Linked DNA regions of Mus musculus: region 1 is linked to region 2. Evidence: chromatin contacts called from public promoter capture Hi-C data. All regions are on one chromosome and are shown on one strand. Each heading gives the region's core, a stretch centred on a gene start, on an enhancer-like site or on the middle of the called end of the contact. The rest is flanking DNA. Distances are from core to core; before and after follow the strand shown. Region 1 overlaps Hspb7 (heat shock protein family, member 7 (cardiovascular)). Region 2 holds the start of Spata21 (spermatogenesis associated 21).

What was found. Promoter capture Hi-C pulls out the DNA fragments that hold promoters and counts their contacts.
Region 1: a contact with region 2 is called in a promoter capture Hi-C map of hippocampal neurons, with 2.7 times the contacts expected there. The contact joins the enhancer-like site here to the promoter of Spata21 in region 2. A contact is called at or near these places in 5 of 39 promoter capture datasets (hippocampal neurons, liver, pre-B cells and 1 more).

The regions. Positions count from the first base shown.
Region 1 is chr4:141,421,204-141,428,118 of GRCm38.p6, reverse strand. Hspb7 (heat shock protein family, member 7 (cardiovascular)) reads right to left here. Exons shown (of 3, transcript NM_013868.4): 1 at 6,139-6,915; 2 at 5,485-5,618; 3 at 2,809-4,240. The coding sequence starts at 6,334. The coding sequence ends at 4,061. Among named protein-coding and RNA genes, the nearest start is that of Hspb7, 3.9 kb to the right of the region's middle. Within about 2 kb of position 2,393, at least 237 of the 459 cell types and tissues checked have an H3K27ac peak or open chromatin away from gene starts, as enhancers often do. A contact at or near this core is called in hippocampal neurons, where this site is marked.
Region 2 is chr4:141,083,935-141,090,044 of GRCm38.p6, reverse strand. Spata21 (spermatogenesis associated 21) reads right to left here and starts at 1,700. Exons shown (of 15, transcript NM_177867.3): 1 at 1,515-1,700; 2 at 965-1,097. It also overlaps the pseudogene Gm13047.

The sequences.
Region 1 (6,915 bases), core at 1,144-3,643, 340 kb before region 2:
GAGTTCTGACTCAGAAAGGCCCAGCTTTCTGTGTTTTTCGTCTCTTTCTTTCAGATGCTGCCTACAGCGTGAGTGCACCATCTCCTGGTACCTCTCTCCTTACTCTTTCCTCTAAAGCATCCTTTCCCCATGCTCAGGTGTTTGACCTCCAGGACGGCTTAACTCACACAACACATTTTTTTTTCCCCTTGCCCTTCATTTTCCTCCTCCTAAGATCGATAGCTACCTGCCCTGGGGTTTTTCTTTGGAAACTCTAATAAAAGACTCCTCTGTGCACAAGCTCTGTCTTTGCTTGACTTGCAAACTTTTTTGGAAACGGACCTGTTCTTGTACATTCTACATAGTTTTAAGCTCGCAGACAGCGCCAGGTAAGGGCCTGTTGTAAGTTCAAGATTGATGGGGTCTAAGGCTTCTAGGGGCTTCCTGTCTCCACTCCAGGGCTCAGAATGCATCTTCTCAGAGGAGGTCCAGGAAGTGCAACACAGCGGTTAAGCTCTACCCTCAATTGCTTTCCCCTGGAGGGATGGATCAGTCCAAGAACAAGTCCTGATGGGCTAGGGACAGTGTGTTTATTTACAAGTGGCTGCAGCCATTACAGAGTACGGAGAGCTTAAGCTACTTGCTCAATGACACACTGTTTAGAGGCATCAAGCCAAGATTTTGACCCTAGGTGACCAGCCTTCAGGACTGAGGAGGGACCCCCCCCCCTCCTCTTTACTGAGGCTCCTTTGATTTTTTTCTGTGCCAGATTTGGGAGCAAGAGCAATTGACTGGGAAGCAAGCAGAGAGCACACAAGAAGAGGTGCTGGTCTGGGAGAGGAGAATGAGACTAGGGGTTGGAGTTTGGGGATCTTTAGTCCACACTTATGATTCAACTATGGGAACGCTGTTACTGTGTGACTCAGGGTGAGACAACATCCCTCTCTGAGCCTGGGCCTCATTATCATAGAGTTTGGACTAGATCCCCGAGACATAGGCTGGCCAAGCAAATGGACGGGTCAGCGTCTCTGCACCAGGCATGCGCTATTTGCTGAAATTCTGTTGAAGACAATCTGGAAGGAGTGCAGGCCTGAAACTCTACTTCTGTTTGTTTGTTTTAGAGAGGCTCTAATATAACCCGAGCGAGCCTCAAACTGTGTAGCCAAAGATAACTCTGAACTCCTGATCCTCCTGTATTGGGTCCCAGAGTGCTGGGATTTCAGACATGCACCCCCACACCCGGAGCTTGCAAGACAGGCACTCTACCAAGCTACACCCAGCCAGGACTCTGCCTTTGAGACTAAACTCTTGGATCTGTATAGCTTGTAGGAGGAAGTCTTTGGCCTTTGGAAGCCCAAAGCTTTGCTAATCTCTTATTCCCTGGTGCTTGGGGCAGCCCCTGGCTTGGCTCGTAGGCCTCTGAGGGTTCCGTCTGTCTTTTCAGCTTCTCTTGGTCTTTCCCCAAAGTTACAAGACATAGGAATCCCCCCTTCCCTCTATATTCTGAAGAAGTAAAGGCTTCCGTGTCTGGGAGCGAATGGAGCATGTCAGCTCAGATCAACAGTTTTCCTGAGCCACAGGCAAGAATTTAAGTCCCAGCGATGGCACTTCCAAGCTGGACGACTTTAGATCATTTACTTGACCCCTCTGAACTTCCATGTCTATCCTTGTGAACCGATAACACAATCTTTCTCTCAGGATTGCCAGGGTGTCTGGCTCACACTGGGCACTCAAGGAATGGGGCTCTCAGAATTAAGCTTCGCCAGTGGGGGCGGGACCTGCAGCCAGATCTATATTTAGTCTACAAAGGGTGGGCCAACCCTGGTGCCCCAGCAGGCGGAGCTGAGGAGAGACTCGTGGATGACCGCCCCCACCCCACCCCCACCCTCATCCCGTATCCCCACCCTCCCGGTCAGCAGGGTCACCTTGGCTGGAGCGACAGCCCAGGGCTCCCTTAGACCAGAAGAACCTGGTTTCCAGCGGCAGGAACCTGTGCAGTGGCTGCGACGTGTGGAACAGCCTACTAAGACCTGGGATGGGTGGCACAACCCCACCCCATCCACCTCTGGGGCAGTACCCCTTCCAGCGCTGGCTCTCCGGCTGACGTGGTCTTCTCGCCAAGGTGAACCTGACCTCGGGTGGGGGGTCGAGTGGAGAAGGTTGTCAGCCCCGCCCCCCACCCCAGCCCCGCGCTGATGAGTGTTGGGGCTGCAAATAGCCCAGCGGAATCCGTGACTCACGAGGCTGGAAATACTGCGCCCCCACCTTCCCTCCCTGTTCCGACCGCAGCCGCCAACGTAGCTGCTCTGGGGAGCAGCCTGACACTCTGATTTCAGTAGCTCCTGGGGCTGGGGGGTGGGTAAGGAGCGAGGGGACCCCCCTCCACCCAGAACACGCCAAGCCTACATCTATCCAGCACCCCACCCTGCAGCGGCCCTACCCCCTGATTCCAATTGGTTGTATCTTCGGAGCTGTGTGAGCTTGGGCCAATCACTTAGCTTCTCTGGGCCTCCGAGGCTTCATCCAGGAGAAAGGCTACGTTTGTAGCCCTTGGCTTGTGACAGTGCAGAACACAGTGCTGGCTGAGTCCAGCTCAGACATTCCTCTTGAACTAAAGAATGAATTCAAAGCGAAGGGCAGGCAGCCTGGAGACAGGTGCTGTAAGCGTTTTTGAAGAAAATCGCGGGGATTTCTGCAAGCGGGTTTGAGAATAGGATACCTCTCCCACACATGGAAACTTTAAGCTTCCTTCCCCAGCCGAGAAGTCCTCCCCATCCACTCCGTCCCTCCTCCTAGGTCGAACTTCAGGTGGGGTCTCCACAAGTCTGTCATATTGTCCTTTTATTGTGTACAGGTTATAGACTAGACTCCCACGACCCCACCCCACCCCCTCCTCCACAGGGTCCTAAGACTGTAGAGGCCCCTGGGACCCCGATTAGCAGTGAGCTTCCCCCTTTACACCCGATTCTACACGCAGAGACTGAGTCAGAGCCCAGGTCCCCCAGGGTTAAGGCTGACAAGGGTTTTTGCCCTGAATTTGGGGGCCAGAAGAGATCTGGTTTGGGGTTCTTCTTGTGGCCACCATCTGCAGTTAGGGCGAAGCAGGGCATGTGGCTCAGGAGAGGTGGAATGGGGGGGAAGTGTCCCCAGTACACAGAGGGGAGAGTCTGAGAGCCGCTGAGGCAGCGCTGGCTTCAGAGACAAACCTGGGCATCCAACTGGCTCAGAGACGCCAGTCTCCATTGATGAAAACAGAGATGCTAACTGTGACTCTTAGAATGCTTTGAATTGGGCTCCAACCAGTGGGAATGAGTATTTAAGGCATAGGACAATGGCGCGCGCGCGCGCGCGCGTGTGTGTGTGTGTGTGTGTGTGTGTGTGTGTGTGTGTGTGTGTGTGTGTGTGTGTGTGTGTGTGTGTGTACAAGTCCTGGCTCTTCCTCTCACTTCCAAAGAGGACCCTCTCTGCAGGGGAAGCCACCCAGGAGCCCTGGGCTCTGGCCTCATGCACCAGCAGCTGGAGATAGGAGCCTCATGTCATTTTAATAAACCCCATCTAGGTACAGGTGTCTTTGTCTGGTACATGTAGCTGTTAGAGCCTCAGGGTGACAGGTAGCCCTGGGTTTGAGGTTTCGAGAGTTACAAGGAAGGTAACAGTCATGGCTATCTCTCTGGCTTCCCTGAGGCAGTCTACCTAGGCCAGAAGCCCTGCTTGTGGCCAGCCTCTCATTTGCCAGGAAGGGGCTTCTGGTCCCCTGCCCTGCAGAAATGCCATTGAAGCCGCCACTCTGTGTTAGACTCTGCCCTCGTCTTGCTCTCCAGGTTGGTACCTCAGCCCCTCTATTGTGAACTTAGATAGGGAGGGTCTATCTGGGTGAGAGCAGACAGGTCCCTGGACTGCGTTGGATGGAGAGGGATGCCCTAGTTTGGGGCAGGGGTGACCCACCTGGGGCCTGAGAGTGTGTGGAGTGACTGGGGCCTAGGCTGAGATGTTCTGAGGGGTCATTGTCAGGGATCATGGTGACCTCACCGGCAGGCCAGTGGGGGAGGAGATAAGGGGGAGGCCAGGGGTGGAGAGACCCTCAGATTTTTATCTCAGTCCGGAAGGTCTGCTGGACATGTTCTGTGTGGGGGTGGCGCCGCGCCCGGATGGTGAGGCTACCATCCTCTCGAAGGGCCGAGGTCACCGATGTTGGGTCCACATCCTCTGGTAGTTGGCACTTGTGAGCAAAGGTGTTCATGACTGTGCCATCAGCTGCCAGCTGGGGGACAGATGACAGGTCAGGAATGGCTGCCCTAGCCTTAGCCTCACCCCAAAATCAAGCCAGAGTCTCGTCTTTGCTCTCTGTCTTCAGTTACCCCACTGTGTGATGAGGGGTTCAGCTATCAGGGTACAAAAGATCTGGCCAGGGGTGTTGGGGTGCCCAGGATCCCAGGGCTGTGCAGAGGGACTCAGAGGCCTTCTAGGGGTCCCCAGGGAAGCTGGGTATAGGATGGGGCTGGGTGGGGCTCAATAAGGGTTGAGCTTCCACAGCAGTGACTGGAAGTCTGAGATTCTTGAGCCATAGTGGGGAGATGACACAGCTGTGCCCTCTGGCTCCCCAGGCACCCTGAGTGTCCACATCAGGGCCCCTGCCCTCCCCCACGAGCAGCCCAGCACATAGTGTTCAGTGGAGCTGGCTGGCTGAGTCACTCTTGGGATGTGGGGCTGGCACGTGCGGCCAGTGGCGCAGTCCTCGAACCCCTGGCAGGGTTTCCCAGTGTCCAGCCTGAGTTAGGAGAGCTAGCCAGGCTTGGGGGTGGCAGGAAGGTGTTGATAAATATCCTCTAAGAATATTTAAGAATATCCTTAAGCACAGGCTTAAGAGCTGGGATAGCTGCTGGCCGTGCTCCTCTGATGATCTAGGTACCCTGAGACTCCGGGTAAGGTACATGAGGTGGAGGGTGGTTGTGACTCAGCTTCAGGGCTTTCTGCTCAGCCTCAGTCCCAGTATGGAGGTGCCACGACAGGACCCAGACTTTTGGCTCTGGGATGAAGGCGAGGTAGAGATGTGGTAGGAATGGACCGTGTTGCCCAGGTTGGGTGTGTCATTGCCACCTCCTCTACCCTGTGCCAGGGAGCTGTCCCTCCTGCACCGTGGTCACTTTCCACCATGGTGACTGTCCTCATCTCCTCACCCCCCTTACATCTCCATCACTCAGGTTCCTCTCTGACCTCATCCCAGGATCCCTTGCCCATCCCTAGAGGGTCCTCAGGTGCCATGGCATGGTCCCCAAAGACAGGTTCTGTGACCCTTAGGTTGGAGAGGGACTGTAAAGGTCCCTGGCCCGTGAGCCCACTGGGAAAGGGCTGTAGTTTACCCTGGGTACAGACAGGGAAGGAACATAAATCAGGGTACGAAGCCTACAAAGATAGGGGGAAAGTAGGGCCCAGAGACCAGGCTAGACCAGGCAGAGTGCAGGAGCAAAGGTGGGGACCCTGGGGCGGGCCAGGGGCCAGACTCACCTTCTCAGCCCGCACCTCGATGTGGTTGTTGAAGGTGGTGACAATGATGTCTTCAGGGGAGAAGTCTCTCATGTCCACTGTAAACTCGTAGGCATCCCCGAGGGTCTTGATGTTTCCTTGGCCCCCGGGACGGGCTGTGGGCAAGGCTGCTATATAAGCTGGGCACCAGGCAAGCCGGAGCCTCAGACCCTCAGGGTCTCTGCTCTTCTCTTGGGGAAATGAGTGACTCTCCCAGACAACAGCCCCTCGCCTCACTTTTGCAGCCTACCTTGTCCCCGAGGGATGGAGTGAGGTGAGCCTCACGCACCTCAATCTGTGTCTACGCAGACAAGTTCCCCCTTTAGCAATTTGACCTGGAAGCTCTGAAGGGCCAGCCGCCCCTCAGTCCCAGCGCCAGCCCTCCAGGGCTCCCGCTATGACACTGGCCATATGAGACTATTTGATTCACATCTCACCCCTAGGGTCCCAGGTAGCCCACCTATATCGTAGCCACATCTGTCTTGGTGGCCAGGTCTACCTTGACAGCCACATATGGCTGTGACCCATGCGGCACCTATGTCTGGCAGGTGGGTGGCCACAGCATGCTCGGCGATGGCCTGGAGCAGATGTCCCCCACCTGTGGCCCTCCCCTCCCCTCAGAGCCCCAGCACTTGCCTGGGAAGGCCAGGGGCTCCGAGTGGGGCAGCATAAAACTGCCAAAGTCGTCTGAAAACATGCTCAAAGCCTTCTCCATGGGTGGGTCCTGGGCTGGAAGGGCACGGGAGGCCGAAGAAGAAGAGGAGGAGGAGGAGGAGGAAGAGGAACGGAAGCTTCTCTCCGCTCTGAAGGCGGAGGAGGTCCGATGGCTCATCCACAGGCAGCGGGGGTCCCTGTCCAGACGGGCAGGGGCTGGGCTGGAGAAACGAGTGGGTCCAGGCCTCCACGGAAGCGTGCCGGGGCCCCTGACTGCCAGCGCTTTATAAGGCCCAACTGTCCCTGGGCTCGAGGCCAGCCCCTTGTCTGCTGGCTAAATTTAGGCCTCTTCATTGCCCAGAGGGGCCTGGAAATCTTCTTGGGAGAAACGGCTCTGCTGACAGCCCGACACAGGAGGGCAGGGTTGCAAGGCTGAGCTCACCACCTGGCACTGTTAGTCCAGAGCTCCAGCCCCAAGGACCTCTGTACCTGCCAGGGCAGGGGGTGGGTCCTGCCCTGTGCCTGTCCCCAGGACTTCGTGGTTTGTTGGTCCCCTCGATAGCCTGGGACCCTCCTCTCCTCTTGTACTGTGCCCCCCAGGGCCTGTGCCTCCCTTATTAGACTCCTGAGGAGAGAGTATATACATGCAGGTACCCCGAGGGATTCCGAGGCGCTCCAGGTCCAGCTATCTCTTAGGGAAGGCTGAGAAAGCCCAGGGAGGGGAGATAGAACGTGTGGGTGACCCCTGTCATCTGCCAC
Region 2 (6,110 bases), core at 451-2,950:
TTAAAAGAGAGCCTATTGGGGGCTGGGGTGCAGCTAAATTGGTAGTGAGCTTGCCTAGCATACACAAGCACCATGTAAGACCAGAGGTGGTGGCCCAGGCCTAGGATCTCAGGAGTTGGAGGCAGGAGTATCTAGAGTCCCAAGTCATTCTTGGCTACATTGTGATTTTGAGGCCAGCCTGGGCTACACAGACAAACACAGACAGACACAGAAACACACACACACACACACACACACACACACACACACAGACAGAGACAGAGACAGAGACAGAGACAGAGAGAGAGCATCAGCCAGCCCATGGTATAAATGCTGCTTCAATGCATGGTTTTTCAAGATAGGGTTTCTCTGTGTAGCCCTGGTTATCCCTGGGCTAGCCTTAGCCTCAGGGATCTGCCTGTCTCGGCTATGCCAGCACTGACATTTCAAGGGTGTAGGACATATGGCTGCCTTTTGCCTGCCTTCATTTGTTGTTTAAGGTTTATTCATTTTTAATGTGTGTGTGTGTGTGTGTGTGTGTGTGTAAGTGTTTGTTCACCATGTGAATGCAGACAGGCTCCCAGGGAGGGCAAAGGGGTTTCAGATCCCTTAGAACTGGAATTACAGGTGTTTGTGGCCACTATGTAGGTGCTGGGTACCCAGATCCTCTATAAGAAGAGACAGAACTCTAACCACTGAGCCATCTCCTGCCTTCCCATACACACACACACACACACACACACACACACACACACACCCGCTTTAGCAGACACACAGAGCGCATGCTCTGATCATCAAACTCAGGTCCCCATGCTTCCAAAGCAAGCTGTTTGTTTAACTGAATGAGCCGTTTACGCAGCCCGGAGCTCCTTTAGGGCGACCTCAGCACTGTTTCGACCGTGCTGTCTTAGCTGTGTTTCACATTTCCTAGGTCTCCAAGGTCAACACCCCCCACTCCCGAAGCCCTCCGGGGAGAGCCCATGACCTGCAGGATCTCGGGGCCTTGTCCTTTCTAAGCCACAGCAGGCCAGCTACTGCCCATGGAACGGCCTCCTCTCTGCTGGATGTTCTTGAGCTGTCTTCTCTTCACAGCCCTGTGAGGTATGGCTCAGCTCTTCCTGTTGGATAGAAAAAGGAAACAGCAGCTCAGAGTCGCCCACCTTCTTGCCCAACACCACGTGGCTCATTTCCAAGGAAAAGGATTCCCACCCATATCTGCTCGACTCTCCAGATGGCGCTGCTCACAGGGCTGTCCTGCCTCCCCTCTCATGAATGCCTGGGCCGCTCATTCACTGTTTAAGGGTGACCCCATGTACCACTCAGGTGCCAGGCCTTGGGGACACCACAAGTGCCCTGCTCACCCAAGGGATACAGAGGATATGCCCCCTGACAATTTGTGCTGACCCAGCTTTCTCCTCTTGCCCCTCCAAACCCCTTCTGCTGTCTCACCTACCTCCCTACAGTAAGCCAAACCCAGCCCCCCCCCATCCTACCCGGTGGGGTGGGAAGTGTCTGACACCAGACCCCCATCCCACCTGTGGGAAGTAGCAGCTCCTGGCCTGCTTCGGCTCTCAAAAGGCACCAGCAGTTGTGGCCGTGGCTAAGTTTCTCTTTCTTCCCCTGTGGTCTGTAACTTCCCCCCACCTTTTTCCCATTAAGGCTCCCCTAACCATCCCTCCTCTCTGGAGCCGTCCTGCTCCAGAGGGGGCTTTGTCCCTTCTGGAAAAATCTCCTCAGACCCTTAGCACCCTTCCTTTGTTCACCGTCTCCATCCCAACCCCGGAATCCTCAGGTCTCTGTGTTCCACAAACCACAGATTTAAGGGAACAGAAGCCCCAAGGAAGAGCAGACCCCATCTGTAGCTAGCTGACAGATTAGACAAGGAGGGGGAACCCCTGGCCAAAGACACAGACTCAAGGGACAGAACTGGGACAGGAGTGGCAAAGACAGACTTCATCCTTCTTCCAGAGCGCCTGATCTCTACCCGACCCACCCCTGCCCCTTTCTTTTGGTTTCTCGAGACAGGGTTTCTCTGTGTAGACCTGGCTGTCCTGAAAACTCACTCTGTAGATCAGGCTGGCCTCGAACTCACAGAGATCTGCCTGTTTCTGCCTCTGAGTGCTGGGGTTAAAGGAGTGTGCCACCACTGCCTGGCCTGATTCCACTTTTTTGTTAGCAGCTTAGTTGAACTGTGCCTCATGTACCATACAGTCTGATTATGAAAGTCTACCTATGGGACTGGCAAGATGGCTCAGTGTTCTGTAAAATATACACACACACACACTAAATAACATATAATAAACTAAAAGAAGGAAAGAAAGAAAGAAAGAAAGAAAGAAAGAAAGAAAGAAAGAAAGAAAGAAAGAAAGAAAAGAAAGAAAAGAAAGAAAGGAAGGAAGAAAGAAAGGGATAAAAGGAAAGAGAAGAAAGTTCACTGTCATTCAGCGACTGTTAGTACAGTCACAGGGTTGGGTCCCCTTGTTAAAACATGATGACACTTATGTCAGCCCATAAGGAATCTCACACCCCTTGGCTGTCACCTCCAGCCTTCTATTGGACTTCATTCCTTGGCAACCATCTTTCTGGTGCTGTGGACTTGCTGTTCTGGGCCTTTAACAGAAACTTGCTCAAAGAGCTCAGCACTGTTCTCAGCCTTCATCTTTGTGATGGCAAGCTTCCAACTGCCCCTCCTTTAAGAAAATAGAAAACATTGATTTTGAGGTTATTGTTGGGGTCCAGGAATCGCCCCACAAACCATACGAACACTGATCTCAGTTAAGCAACAATGATTTATTGAACACACACCCCGAGACTGACTGATCAGGACCACAAAAAAAAAAAAAAAAAGGACTTGGGAGCCTAATTGTGGTATTGGTCTGTTCTTAGAGCAGGATTTTTATAGGAAAAAAAACAAGTCCAGAAGTCCAGAAGGGTGGAGGCAGTACTCGCTAGCTAACGTATCATCAACTGACTCTCAAGCTGATTGGTCCTGAGTGAGGTAAGAGGGCTGGTGGGCGGGTGGTGGACAGCAGACTTCCAGAGCACTGAGATAACGGCACCTAGGTGGTACAGCTATAGCGTTGTTATCGTGTAGGAGAATGCTTCAGTGTCAGCTATGGAGGATTACTTCTGGGAAGCGGAGTCTGAGGACCTGAACTTAATTTCACGTACTTTTATGAGCAAAGTGAAGACCGAATACAAAATGGCTAGTTATGTTAAAAGGGGCAGGCCTCAACGGGTGTGTGTGTGTGTGTGTGTGTGTGTGTGTGTGTGTGTGTGTGTGTGTGTGTCTGTCCTGGATCCTCTGCAATAGCAGCCAGGTTCTAAACTGCAGAGCCATCTCCCCAGCCCTGTCTCCACTCTCTTTTTCTGTCCTAACTTGGGCTCTTCATTAGCCAAGATGCAAACTCACTGTTGTATGGTTACAAAGCCTCTCTGTTCATTTATACTGGTTTTATTCTTATTCCATAGTGAGTGTTTTTTGTTTGTTTTTGTTTTTGTTTTTGTTTTGTTTTGAGACAGGGTTTCTCTGTGTAGCTCTGGCTGTCCTGGAACTCTCTTTGTAGATGAGACTGGTCTCGAACTTACAGAGATCCGCCTGCTTCTGCCTCCTGAGTGCTGGGATTAAAGCATGAGCCACCACACCCACTTTATACAGTGTGTGCCCTCTTGCTTTATGCATTCTAGCTACAAGTCTCTCGTGCTCTGTATGGATTGCATTGAGTTTCTCCTGTTACTTGGACTGGATTTTCGGAGGTCTATTATTTGAAAAGCGACCCTAATTAATGTTGCTTAATTGCTTTTTCTTTCTCTCTGACAGTGTCTGATACATCCCAGGCTAGCCCTAAACTCACTAAGTAGTCCAGGATGACTCTGAACCCTTGATACCCCTGTTTCCACAACTCAAGGGCTGGATTCTGTGGGCACCCAGTGCCCTGCTCTTTCTCTCTCTCATTGCTTGTGTTTTTAGAGTCCTATCTAAGAGCATATCTGAGTCTGTTTATTGTAATGTAAATCCCCAAATGAGAAGATTTATGTCTAGTTTTTCCTTCTATGAGCCATGTGGTTTACTCTATCTTTAGCCCTTTGCCCCTGTTGAGTTTGTGGTGTGAGACAGAAATCCAAAGTCCTTTTTTTTTTTTTAAGATGGCTCAGCTGTTAAGGGCACTGACTACTCTTCCAGAGGTCCTGAGTTTAATTCCCGGCAACCACATGGTGGCTCACAACCATCTGTAATGGATCCAATGCCCTCTTCTGGTGTGTCTGAAAACAGCTACAGTGTACTCATATAAATAAATCTTTTTTTTTTTAAAGAGAGAAAGAAAGAAAATCTGGTGGTTCATTTTCTTTTTTAACAGACTTAATTCATTTTCTTGTATAAAATCCCTTATGTGGTAGCCACAGCTGGACCTGGGTCCTCTGAACAGAGACTCTGGTGTGGGTTTTCACAAGATGATAAGGAGACTTGGTGAACACAGTCTTTTCCCAGAGGTCGGGGGGGTCAGGCAGCTGTAGGTCTGGGAGATGACACCAAAGGTGGCCTTGGCAAAGTTGCCTAGGGTGGCAGTGCAGCCTCTGGCTGAAGTGTAGCACTTATCTATACTGGCCATCATCAGGAGCTTCTTGGGCACAGGAGCAGAGACAATGCCAGTATCTCTAGGGGGACAGGGATGAGAAGCACCAGTACAGAGCCACAGCGGCCTGTCTGTCACCTTGCATGGAACAGTGTGGGGCTTGCCAATCTTGTTCCCCCAGGAGCCTCTCTGCACAGGGACCATGGAAAGTTTGGCCAAGATGATGCCCCCTCAGATGGCAGTGGCAACTTTCTTGGAGCACTTAACACCAAGATCAAGGTGACCATTGTAGTCCCCAATAGCGACGAAAGCCTTGAACCTGGTCCGCTGGCCAGCTCGAGTCTGCTTCTGCACTGGCATGATTTTCAGAACCTCATCCTTTAGGGATGTACCCAGGAAGAAGTCAATGATCTCAGAGTCCTTAACGGGCAGGGAGAACAGGTAGATCTCCTCCAAGGACTTGATCTTCATGTCCCTAACCGGGAGGCCCACCTTGGTGATGGGAATCCACTCCCTGTCTTCAGCTTTACCTCCATGAGCCCTGATGGCCCCTAAGACCGCTGCTAAATTCTCCTAATCCTGCCGCCCACCTCCTCCCGCCTCCCGCTGCACTGGCGTCATCTGACATATGGTGTTTTCCCGAAGAAGAAGGTGGTGGTTCATTTTCAAGGATGCCTTGAGCCAGCTTAGATCTAGCTACAAATGAACAGAAATGACCCCATAAACAGTACCTGGGCGTGGTGGCACACACCTTTGATCCCAGCACTCAGGAGGCAGAGGCAGGTGGCTCTCTGTGAGTTCCAGGCCAACCTGAGTTTTAGGATATATAGTTCTGAGCTGCCCAGTGGGTGCTGGGAATTGAACCCAGATCCTCTGGAACAGCTAGTTCTCTTAACCACTGAGCCATCTCTCCAGCCCCTAAACCTTCCCTTCACAGTCTCTCCTAGTGTCTCAGCATTGCTCTTTGCCTGTGCTGAAGTTCTTGACTTGAAGTCAGCAAGAAACAAAAATCACATCCAGAGAGGGGAGGACTTCTTTCTTTCCCTCCCTATATCCCCCTAGTTTTCATGTCTTCTCTGCCTCAGCATTTACATAAAGTGAGATAATACTCAGCTGTTGAAAGGAATTAAATTGGGCTGGAGAAATGGCTCAGTGTGTAAGAGCACTGACTGCTCTTCCGAAGGTCCTGAGTTCAAATCCCAACAACCACATGGTGGCTCACAACCACCCGTAATGAGATCTGAAGTCCTTTCTGGTGCTTCTGAAGACAGCTACAGTGTACTTATTTAAATAAATCTTTGGGCCTGAGCAGGCAAGGTCAACCGAAGCGAGCAGCCGTCCCAAATTCAATAGGAAGGCTCACAACCATCTATACAGCTATTATATACAATAAATAAATAAATAAATAAATAAATAAATAAATAAATAAATAAAGCTTTAAAAAAAGAGGAAGGAATGAAATTAAGCCACATGCTACAATATGGATGAGTCTTGAGAGCATCACAGGAAGTGACGTTTGCAGTCAAGGGTTGTATGATGATGGTTTACCTGGGCTGC